3 separate regions of the Zea mays genome follow, and all the other regions are linked to region 3. The links are chromatin contacts, called in public Hi-C maps. All regions are on one chromosome and are shown on one strand. The core of a region is the stretch at or near the end of the contact, and the rest is flanking DNA. Distances in the headings are between cores, read along the strand shown. Region 1 holds the start of LOC542127 (UDP-glucose-4-epimerase). Region 2 holds the start of LOC100281653. Region 3 holds the start of LOC100383648.

What was found. A called contact is a pair of places that touch in the nucleus more often than the background predicts.
Region 1: a Hi-C map of leaf shows a contact between it and region 3, with 6 times the contacts expected there. The contact joins the promoter of LOC542127 here to the promoter of LOC100383648 in region 3. A contact is called at or near these places in 2 of 25 Hi-C or Micro-C datasets (bundle sheath and leaf).
Region 2: a contact with region 3 is called in a Hi-C map of leaf, with 4 times the contacts expected there. The contact joins the promoter of LOC100281653 here to the promoter of LOC100383648 in region 3. A contact is called at or near these places in 9 of 25 Hi-C or Micro-C datasets (bundle sheath, ear, endosperm and 4 more).

What each region holds. Positions count from the first base shown.
Region 1 is chr1:60,114,469-60,118,737 of Zm-B73-REFERENCE-NAM-5.0, forward strand. LOC542127 (UDP-glucose-4-epimerase) reads left to right here and starts at 2,081. Exons shown (of 9, transcript NM_001111759.2): 1 at 2,081-2,436; 2 at 3,369-3,418. The coding sequence starts at 2,242.
Region 2 is chr1:59,727,231-59,730,969 of Zm-B73-REFERENCE-NAM-5.0, forward strand. LOC100281653 reads right to left here and starts at 1,739. Exons shown (of 7, transcript NM_001154572.2): 1 at 1,241-1,739; 2 at 821-1,105; 3 at 418-735. The coding sequence starts at 1,552.
Region 3 is chr1:59,902,655-59,906,591 of Zm-B73-REFERENCE-NAM-5.0, forward strand. LOC100383648 reads left to right here and starts at 1,727. Exons shown (of 4, transcript NM_001176293.1): 1 at 1,727-2,457; 2 at 2,575-2,775. The coding sequence starts at 1,855.

The DNA.
Region 1 (4,269 bases), core at 831-3,330, 210 kb after region 3:
GCCAATCACTCAACACGAACCAGCGCCGGTGCTCTCTGCACAGGGGCGGACGGTCCACGACCTGGTGCGAGGCTAGGATTTCTTTCCTGACGGCCGGATGGTCCGTGCGTGCGCAGGGGCGGCGGAAGATCGCCGGCGGTGCGTGGATCTCGCTCTCGGGAGGGACCCCGTCGGGGAGGAGAGATCCTAGGTGATGTCTAGGCTCGGCAGGCCGACCTAGACTCCTCTAATCGACGTAGAGTCGAAGAGAAGCGAATAATTGGGGATTGGAAGACTAACCTAGAACTAGACTAGAACTACTCCTAAGAATAAATGTAAATTGTATTGATTGAGGGTTCGATTCATTGATTAAATCGACCGTATTCCTCTGCTTTTATAGAGGGGGCTGGACTCGTTACCAACAAAATTCCGAGTGTATCCCGAGATTCTCGCCAACAAACGTAGCAAGAAACTCGGAACCCTAATCTATTCTGCTCTTGCGCGGACCGTTCGGCCCACAGACACGGACCGTCCGAACCGCGGACCGTCCGGCCTCTCAATTTGACGCGTTAAATAAGAGTTACGTGGAGTGAATTTATATGTATTTGTTGCCTATGGAAATAAAATCTCCATAATAACGTGAGTTATTCATGTGTGCCGTAGGTCAGGGGCGGATGCAAGGGGTGGGCAAGGTGGGCCACGGCCCCACCTCAATTTTTTTAACCCCTTATACCTAGGTTTAGGTACACAGCAAAATAAACAAACTTTTGTATAGTTAGCGTGGACAAATCTAATAAAAACTAAGATTTTGATCTATTTTTTTCTCGACGTTTCACTGCTCAGTCCACTCTTCACTGAGCCATTTGATTCTCTTCCCTAGCGCAAGCCCACTCGTGACTCACTCACTTATTCGGTCATCGACTGACCAGTAAGTCAGTGACCTAACCCGCACGCTGCAGCTCACCTTGCGTTCTCATCACCCATCAGCTCGTCGACTCATCGGGATCCTGCACACAACATTGATATTTTGCCTCCTAGTCCGCATCAGCAGATGGGCAAGCTGTTGGTGGGATCATGGCGTCACCTGTCTCTCGCTAACTCATTAGGGTCTCTGCGCGCCGTCGCAACACGACAATGGCTGTCGCTTGCCGTCACCGTCATCTATCGCTACCTCGCCTCCTGCACTCGCTCCTCGCACCTGTCGTCGTCTCACCAACGCCATCTCACGACAAATTTGATGACTCTCCAGAACGACGCGCCGATGCGGCTGCTCTGCCTTAGTGCCTCGTCCTCAGTCAGTCCACCTATTTTCTCTCTTTAGCTCTACTTTAGGTAGCCAAAAATGTTTTTGGTATTCATATCATTTTTGGAAACACTAGATATTATTATTTAGCATTCATGTTATTATCATTAATCTATAATTATGGTCTAGTATGATAATTTGTCTCATGCACTGTCGGCCCCACATAGAATTTTGTTCTGCGTCCGCCACTGCCGTAGGTAGCAATTATGTACTCCGTCGATTAAAGACAAAAGCACATCTGACCACGCCTCAAAAGGTCAAATTGATTTAGGTCTAACTAGATTTATAAAAGAAAAAAAAATAGTATCCATATCTTTAAGTAAATTTAGCCTAAAGAACATATGCTGTAATTAATTTAATAATATTTATTTAGTACTATAAGCATCACTAGTTTGTTAATATATTTGATTAAATTTAAAATAAACCGATTGTCTAAGATGCTAGACGTGCACTTAGAGGAAGAAATTGAATGGAAGCAAATCGCGTTTACGTTGGATTATGGTTATGAGTTGCTTGGATTTGATATGGTTGACTTGATGCGGAATCGTGGATGGATGTACTGTACTGTACACCTGGACGGGCGAGAGCGGGGTGGCGTGGCAGCGCGCATCATTCATAGGGAATCACGAGCGAGGCGGAGAAAAATCTGCGCGGTTTCGTAAGGGACGTGGCGTGGCTGACTCCCGAATCCTCGCGCGCGCCCGGCCCTCGGCTGGCCCAGGCGCAGGCGCAGGCCCTCGAGGCCCGGGGCCGGGGCGAGCGGCTATATAAGAAATGGGGGAAGCGCCGGAGCGGTTTGCGAAACAGAAGCACGGCAATCTCGATCTCGTTCGTTCCCCTGAGCGGCAGTCAGTGCGAGCGAGCGCGCACACAGACAACTCATCCTCTCCCCTCTCTCTCTCACACACACACATCCATCATCCCATCCCTGTGACGGGCGATCCGAGGGCCTACCGACGATGGTGTCCGCCGTGCTCCGGACCATCCTCGTGACGGGCGGCGCCGGGTACATCGGCAGCCACACGGTGCTGCAGCTGCTGCAGCAGGGCTTCCGCGTCGTCGTCGTCGACAACCTCGACAACGCCTCCGAGGCCGCCCTCGCCCGCGTCGCCGAGCTCGCCGGGCACGACGGCGCCAACCTCGTCTTCCACAAGGTGCGCGGCCCTACGCGTGATTGCTTCCTACCCCTGCCCCAGTGCTAGTTCCGTTTCTACTTTCTAGTCAGGCTTTTTTCCCCCTGTTTTCCTCCTCGGTAGAAAATGTTTGGGTTTGATTCTAGTGATGGAATTTTATGTGGTATGTTTGATCCTACTTACTTCTCCACGAACTGCTGCTAGTAACGGAGTTCTCCAGCCTTACTAATTTTTTTTGTTCCGTTTCCATTCATTCATTATTTGATTTCGTAGCAAAATCTCAGCGAATCAACAATCAATGCGAAAAAAAAATATAGGGGCAGATATTGATTTGTGGGGAAGGTTTCTCTCCTGCTTTGGATGAGATGTCCCAGGCCAGGCCTTCCCATGGCGGTTAAGGACCATTTTGCTGTATCACCAGCAGTTCCTAGCTCTATCGAGACTCGTTTCCTTGGGTTTCCATCGCGAAAGCCGCGGGCGCCGCCCGGGTCTTCGCTGGCGTGCCCTCTAGTCTAGTGGATGGAAACTGGAAATGGGTAACACCACCCACATACACGCCACGCGTTGCTTTCTTGTTTCCCTTCTCTCCTGTATCTATCCTTCCGCCTTCCTTCCACATACAAATACCTTTCTTCTTTCTTCTACACTAATAAATAAGTAAATACACCATGGAACGCGTCGTCGTGCCGGCCTCGCCTCGTTATGCTCTGCCGCCTCCTCTGCCTCTGCCTCTGCCCAGATCCACAGGTCGGGTCAACCATTAGCCTACTCGCAGCCCGTGCGCGCAGCCAAACCTGAATCGAAGCTGACCTGCCTAACTCCAATCGTCCATTTCCGTCCCACTCATTCCGTCGTCGAATGCCGCTTCATTAGCGCCTAACTATATCCACCTCCACGCCCGCAATTTTTTTTATATATATTTCTAATCAATACTGCTACCTCGGCCTCTGCAGGTTGACCTTCGCGACAGGCACGCGTTGGTGGACATCTTCTCGTCGCACAGGTAACCGACAACGCCCAATTCCCAAGAGATGGAACCAATCGCATTGTTTGCCAATTGCCATAGTACATTTGTATGGGTGGCCTCTAAGGGCATGTACAGTGGTGTTTAATGTGGAGGCTCTTAAGGTGTTTAAGGGGGTTATTTGCAAAAAAATCTTAGAGCCGTCTCTCCGTGAAGAGACGCCTCTGGCTCGTAAACCAAGTAGCAACAGACGCCTCACTTCCCACTGTACGAATTTGTCGTCTGTTCTATCGATCTGATGCTATACAAATACATTTAATTCTGTATTTATTAATAGACTACGTTTGTAGACACTTCATTGTACAATACAGTCTCTTAGTTGTCTCCTGTGCTTAAAGAACCGTTTTGGTGTCTCTCCACTGTACATGCCCTAAGGTGTTCCAGCGGCATTCTACGCGACTACTACTACTACAGCTGCGAGTCCAGTCGTGGCCGCCGACGATTGCCACTAATGATTCGCAGTAGCATGGCATTATTTTATCTATCTATTCGAAGCAGATGCCGCCTCTGCTGTTTGGTTCATTACATACTATTATTATTACCTGTACACCTGCCAATCAAATTAACTGTCGCCGTACCTGCCTGCCGAATCTGCCGCTCAGCTCTGCTTGCATTTCCAGAGGTGTCAAATGATTGGATTCAGTTCAATTGACCTGAATCGATTCCTGGCGAGCTGGTGCTGGAATCTGCCCGTCTTCTTTATTCAGTTTAACTGACTCGAATTATTCCCGAGTTAGTTTTAAAAATCGCCGAACCTGCCGCCCGCTTAGAAAGCGAACTGTTTCCACTTTCCAGTGCTTGTGCCGCATGCACGTATATCTTCATTATTC
Region 2 (3,739 bases), core at 489-2,988, 180 kb before region 3:
TATAACTATCTATCTGATATGATTTAAGGGGTGTTTGGTTTCTAGGGACTAATGTTTAGTCCCTTCATTTTATTCCTTTTTAGTTTATAAATTGCTAAATATAGAAACTAAAATAAAGTTGTAGTTTCTATATTTGACAATTTTGGAACTAAAATGGAATAAAATGTAGGGACTAAACATTAGTCCCTAGAAACCAAACACCCCTTTAGGATAACATACAAATATATTACATAAATAAATATATTAACTCAATTAGTTTGTCTAAATTATAATTATTAGAATAGAATTTAATTCCAACCAAACAGAACTACGCTCAATCCTGAACTGAGTACGAGGCAAGCTATGTTTCACTGGAATTCAGCCAAATGTAAAGAATATCTAATCGAGATATTGGACAGTTAAGGACGTTATGCTAACCTCTGTTTGCCCCGGCATAATTGGCCTCCCAGCGAGCAACTCGGCCAGGATACACCCTGCGCTCCACAGGTCCACACCTACCCCATAGTCCGTTGCGCCGAGAAGTAGCTCGGGTGGCCGGTACCATAGGGTCACCACCCGGCTCGTCATCGGCTGTTTACGGTCCGGGTCGAAGAATGACGCGAGACCAAAATCTGCAATCTTGAGCATGCCATTGTTGTCCAGGAGCAGATTCGAGCCCTTGATGTCGCGATGCAGCACCCCCCGGTCGTGGCAGTGCTCCAGACCCGACAACAACTGATTCATATAGCACTTGACCTGCGTTCCATTCATGCGCTTGCGCTGTGAGTGCGTGAACCTGATGGCACCCTGCGGATGCAGTGCGGTAACGGTGGTCGGGGACCTGTGGCTCGGTGAACTTGATTTCCGGGCTGGCGGCGAGGCCCGCGAGGTCGTGCTCCATGTACTCGAAGACGAGGTAGAGGCTGCAGGACATGCGGGAGGTGACGAGGCCGTCGAGCTTGACGACGTTGGGGTGGTCGAGGCGTCGGAGGATGAGGATCTCGCGGGCCATGAAGCGGACGCTCTCGGGCTCGAGGTTGTCGAAGCGCACCTTCTTGAGCGCCACGATCTTGCCGCTCACCGTGTCGCGCGCCTTGTACACGTTGCTGTATGTGCCCTGGCCGATCTGCCCGGCGGCGCAGGCGCGCAGCCCACAGAGATGCAAACGAAGGTTTTTGTCAGGTGACTCCAAATGGCCGCGCCACGAAACGCGGGCGGGCCGGGGGAATGCGAATGCGAATGGGAGGGCGCGCGAACGTACCTTGTCAATCTTCTCGAAGGAGTCGGCACGACGCGGGGTCCATCCGTCGATGGCCTCGCCGGCGACGGCGGAGAGCCAGGCGGGCCAGCCGGCGGCGACCTGCTCCCCGCGCGCCCTGTTGGCGAAGCTGGGGCCGGGGCCGCTGCGCGGCGAGAGGGAGCGCCTCTCCCGTGGGGCCGGCTTCTCGGCTGGCGCCGCCGGCTGCTCGGCCTTCCCGGTGGCCTCCTGCGCCGCCGCGGGGGCTGGCGGCTCGGGCGGCTGCGGCGGGTGGTCGGGGCTGGGCGTGGAGGGGCGGCCGTGGACGCAGCCCATGAGGGTGTTGCTGGTCACCGGCGGTGGCTCTGGAGCTGGGGTTGGGGAGTGGGGAGAGGGAGTGGAGTGCAGCGGGCGCGATGGAGTGTGGACCGGGGAGGGGACCGGGACCGAGGAGGAGAGCTGGACGTGCCTCTGCGGCTCTGCCTTGTGTGCCCGTGCTCCGGACTCCGGAGAAAGGTTTGACTCTCTCAGCTCAGCTGCTGAAAGCAGATGGATCTCGTTTTTCTCGGTGTCCGTCCGGAATCCGGATCATGCCTCGCTCGCCTGGACATGACGTGGATGTGCTCATGCGGCCGTGCCATGTAAGAGCATCTCCAAAAGAATCTTCATTTTTGACTCTCTATTTAACTCTCTATTTACATTTTCATAAAGATTATACTCTATATGTAGCATCTTTATCCCAACAGATTATCTATCTAGTTTGACTAGTCAGGTGGCTAGCCAAATTTGACTAGTGAGGGAGCCAATTTAGAGAGTCGGATAGCTTGACGAGTCAGATAGCTAGTCTGTTGGAGAGTTATTTTGTTGTTGAATAGCTAAAATTTGGCTTGCTGAGCCATTTAACTAGTCTCTTGGAGATGCTCTAAGAGTAGACTTTTTGCGTGGAACAGATGGGTTTACTTTTCCCGTATCTCCATAATAACATATACTTTCCAGCTAGATAGACCCTAATCCATATAAATTGAAGAGGAATGCTAGATTTTAATCTTAAAAAATCAAAATCCCTCTCAATCTATACTAATCTCCTCTAATCCACATGGCCCCAAAGCAAGCCCTAACGAGGTGAACAGTACGGCGCCGACATAGGGATGAGGCGCCTCCTCGAATCAAGTTGAGAATAAAATACTGGGACTACAAACGCGACAAGCCAAATGGATTAGAACATCTAAATCAAGCAGACGAAGGGAGCAGCTCACATATGAAATCACAAAAGATACTCTAGTAAAAAAAAATGCTTCGCCTTGTCTTGTACTTTTTAAAAATGCTTTGTTTACCGTTTTTTATAATATTTTCTCCATATGCATTTGGAAAAGGTCAACCTTTTAAATATTTAACTAAATAATTTATTTATATATATATATATAGTATATGCATGCATTATATGTGTATTCATATAAAAAAGTAATTTAAGACAAGTGATATCTTTGTATTTGTATTTATTGATGACATATTTTGAAAGATATAAATAGTCAAAGTTTTGCTTTAAAGATCGTGCCAAAAGAATATATGCCCTAATCGATGGATCGGGGGGAGTAACATACAAGGGTATTGAACTTTGGATCTAGCTTAGGGTTAGTTTGGATCAGCCTTATGCTATAAAAAAACTAGAGTTATTTGCTGAGAAAAATATAAATTATTTAGTTGAAACAACTAGTCCCTTCGTACTAAAAGAAAGTAACTCTCGTTTCCCAAGAAGTCAAAAAAGTAATTTGAACCTAATACGTATAAAAATATATTGATGTTTATTATTCATAAGAAATATCGTTAGATTAATCATGAAATGTGTTTTTTATAATAAATCCTTTTTGAGGTCTAAACTTAGATAATGTCTTCTACAAACTTAATCAACTTTAAGATTATTTGCTTCCTCGTGAAGTGTGATTTATAATTTTGGGGGACAAAGGGATTTTTAAAATGGCAATGAAACATTTCTGTATTTCCATCCATTTAGAAAAGCAAGAAATCAAAAGGTAGAGTTTAAGGTGCTGCAACGAAAATAGGTGGTTCTAGAAAAGCAACTTCACATTTTACTTGTTTGGTTGGTGTTACATTTTTTGTAGCAAAAGTTAAACAAAACATGGTCTAAATATTTTTTTTGTCTCCTGCTCGTTGTGGAGTAGCTTCCTTTGCAATGTGAGGCTGCCCCACCATCGTTCCCTTCAGAGTATGGTTTGGGAGCAAATCATCTTCCTCGCAAAGGTATCCTCGTGGAACTACGTTGCCCGGCGATAGATGACAATACCACAATATTTTACTTATTCATGAGTTTATTAAGGAGAATAAAGTAGTATCCGTCGTTTTGTGGATGTGAGTGCGTTCTTATGTTATCTGAACCTACAAAATTGTGAATAAAATATATCCAGCTCAATTATATTGTGCACCTTTTTATGTCTTGACCTGTTAGTGATATGATTAGGCAATGAACTTGTGTTATAGAGTTCGAATAATTTCAACTTACATTAT
Region 3 (3,937 bases), core at 477-2,976:
CTTAGCACTTGTTATCGAAAGTGTGCAACACCACTCCTAACCAGGCTTACCTAGATCAAACTACCCGCTCAATTGCTCATGCCCTATTAATGGTATGGCTAAAGAAAGGTCATATCACTACTCTAAGAGTCCAACAACTCCACTAACACTTAGAACTAGTCGATGCTTAACCTTCTGGCGCATCATTTGAAACCGACAATTGATTTCCATCAACAGAGGACACGAAAACTACATAAGCCTAATCAATCTTCGTTAGCGTGACCTCACCCATATTGTTTGTGCAAAACATACATAATCTCAATAATCTTATGCTATTATTAATCAACAAAATTCATGTAGGGGTATAGATGCTATTATAGTCAATCGTAAATGTATTTTAGTTTTGCTCGCCACAAAAAGTGCTAAACGAAGGCACCAACCAAATAGATACAGATTTATATGGGGCCTGTTAACCCTTAGGTGAACCACCTTGAGCTTTGCGTTACTTGATGATAGTATATGAGTTTTTTCATGTTCCTTAGATCCATGTGTGTAGTATGTGGAAGTCATGACTCGCAAATGGTTTTCTTCAAGTTGGCTTTGCAAGTAATCTCAATGTCATATGAATAGGCTGGTTCCTCAGGGTGTGTTTTGTTTGGCTTTTGGTTTTTGATCTTCATAAGCCAAGCCAAAGGACTCAATCTAGAAAATAACTTTTTCTAAAAGCTGGATTTCTACGTAGTGCAAAATTAAAAATAACTGTTGACATTCTTTTAGCGGCCTTAAGATGAAACTGTGAAATATATATGAAACAACTTTTAGTGATTCTCACTAAACCGTTTGTACATGACACAACCGCTTTTTTCAGAGTAATCAATGTGGAGCTTCCTTTGTCCATTTGATTGAGTAGTCGTTAACAAAAAAATAGAAGACTATCTTTTTGTAGTGTAAAAATAAAAGCCCCACCCCCAAACTCGAGGGACGAAATCGTCACTGGTGACGTCACGAAACTCCCGCGGGTTCCGCTGCCGCCGAGCTGTCCACCAACGGCAGCATCTCCCGCCGGGTCGTACATCAGATATTTCCCGCCAGACAAGTGCACCTGCTCTCTTCCCAGATCCCGTCCCCGTCGAAGTCGAACCATGGCGAAGCTGCTGCTGCTCCGTGGCTTTTGTTCTCTCCTTCCCCTACGGCCCTACCCTCCCGAGCAACGACCATTGCGACCCCTTCTCTTCGTCCTTGTCCCCTCTCCGAAAGCGACCACACCGCATGACCTCCCTCCCTGCGCCGCTGCGCGCGTAGGTACTACGACCTCGTCCCGAGTGCCTTTGCCAACTGCCATCACGTCGAGAAACAAAAAGAGCTTCTCGCGGCAAAGATCACGAGTCGGCGCCGTGCCGTGCCTGTGCGGGGTCACCGAGTCATCGGTCACGTACACCCGATGGCCGATGCGGTGACAAGGTAACCGACGAGATGACGGGACACCTGCCCAGTCCAGCGCAAAGCTTCGCGCCTTCGCGGGGAGTCGCCGAGCAGACAAGTAGCAGCACACGGTAGACGGTACAGGCACAGGGGGCGGGGCGAGCCTCTGGCTCTCCGCTCTCGTTCTTCCGTCCTTCGTCGACGTCGTGCGTTGCGCCTCCCTTTCAGGCTGTCCCTTTCAGCATTTACGGCGCTCACGTTTCTCGCTCCAGTCCAGTCTCCACCTTCTTATCCCCCAAGCAAAGCCGGTCGGGGCAAACGGAAGCGAAACAGGGCCCGTCTCTTCCACCACTCCGCAGAGGCGCAGACTACCGTCTCATCCTACTACTCTAGCCCAGTCTCACGATCCAGCACTCAGTCACTAGCGCTTGTCGTCGCCAGTACAACAACGGCATGGGTGAGGGTGACGACGACCGGCGGGACGAGTTGTTGGGCGCGGGGCGGGACCATGAACCAGAGCCGGCGGACGCGGAGGAGGCCAAGAAACCCGCACCCGGCGAGGCGGAGGCCGGCAACGGCGCCGGCGCGGAGGCGGCGACCTGCGACTACTGCGGGACCGCGGCGGCGGCGGTCTACTGCCGCGCCGACTCCGCCAGGCTCTGCCTGCCGTGCGACCGCCTCGTGCACGGCGCCAACGGGGTCTGCTCCCGCCACGCCCGCGCCCCGCTCTGCGCCGGCTGCTGCGCCGCCGGGGCCGTCTTCCGCCGCGCCTCGACCTCCGCCTTCCTCTGCTCCAACTGCGACTTCGGGAGGCACCGGGATGGCGGTGACCCGCCGCTCCACGACCGCTGCGCCGTGCAGCCCTATTCCGGGTGCCCTCCGGCGAGCGACCTCGCCGCGCTCCTCGCGGTGCCCCTCTTCGACAAGCCGGCCGCCGAAGATGGTGCCTGGTGGAACATCTGGGAGGAGCCCCAGGTGCTGAGTTTGGAGGATCTCATCGTGCCCACCACCCCTTGCCATGGATTCGAACCCCTCCTAACGCCGCCCTCGCCCAAGGTAGTAGCAATGCTTTTTTCCCCATACATCACTGCCCCACTAAAGTTTACCAGTCATGTCTACGTTTTACTCTGATTTCTGTGACCTAAATTCTCGACTGGTTATCCGATGCACAAGAACCGGAGCATCTCGCCGGACCGGAAGGTGAACGAGGAGATTCTTCGGCAGCTGGGGGAGCTCGCAGAGTCTGATGGCGGTATGCAGGCATCAGCAGGTCGTGAGGAGGCAGAGCAAGCTGGTGGAGACCAGTTCCCTTCCTGGGCGTCACCACAGTATGCCACTGGACATGGCAATTTTGGAACAGAGGACAACCATGAGGTTACAACCATGACTACTCTTTGCGATGTTTGATCTGGGTACCTGAATCTGTTTATGATACCCTGTTTTTTACGAACTAAAACTATGGATGTAGACATCTAGCCAGGTTCTTTTTAGCTAGAAGCGGCTGCGGCTGTCTGTATTGCAGTTCAATCTACAGTAACATTGTATTAAAAAAATACAGCCGGCAGCCGCCTCAGTCACCGCTGCAGCGAACATTTTCATTTGAATTCATTAGACAACCAAACAACAGAATTCATTAACAACCAAACAGTAGAATTCAGAAATCTTGATTCCAATTCCCAATTCCAGTCCTGAATATCTACATCCAAACGGGGTATGACTCATTTCCTAGACAAGTTAGTGCTGAAGCATTTCCATTTCAATGGCAGAAACCATAGATGGCATAATCTACAACATATAGTTATATATGCTCAAAACATGCTTTCCATTAAGTGATGAACCGATACCTATCTGATGAGGAATGTATATATTCTGAAACTGCCGGATCTTTTCCATTAAGTGATATACCGATACCCATCAACAAATGTGAAGCTGATGGCGTCTTGTTGAAGAATGCTTGTCGCCGGTTAGAAACGGTGGTCGTGGATATCTTTGCTCGTTTTGGTTGACGCTTTTCGAATAGGATTGCTTTAAATTAGTGTTGACGCCTTTTTCGGGCGCCAATCACTCAACACGAACCGGCGGCGGTGCTCTCTGCACAGAGGCGGACGGTCCGCGGCCTGGCGCAGGGCTAGGGTTCCCTGCCTGACGGGCCAGACGGTCCGCGCGTGCGCAGGGGCAGCGAAGGTCGCCGGCGGCGCCTGGATCTCGCCCCCGGGGGGGACCCCGTCGGGGAGGAGAGATCCTAGGGGTTGTCTAGGCTCGGGCAGACCGACCTAGACTCCTCTAATCGACGTAGAGTCGAAGAGAAGCGGAGAATTTGGGGTTTAGAGGCTAAACTAGAACTAGACTAGAACTATTCCTAATTGCATAAGGTAAAAACGAGAAATAGATTTTATTTGATCGATTGTTGGGGGTTCAATCGGCCGTAGCCCTTCATCTATATAAAGGGGGAGGTCTGGATCCGCTTCAAACTGTTTCCCGAGTTAATCCCGCGGTTCTAGGTAACAAATCCCACGAGAAACTAGGAACCCTAACT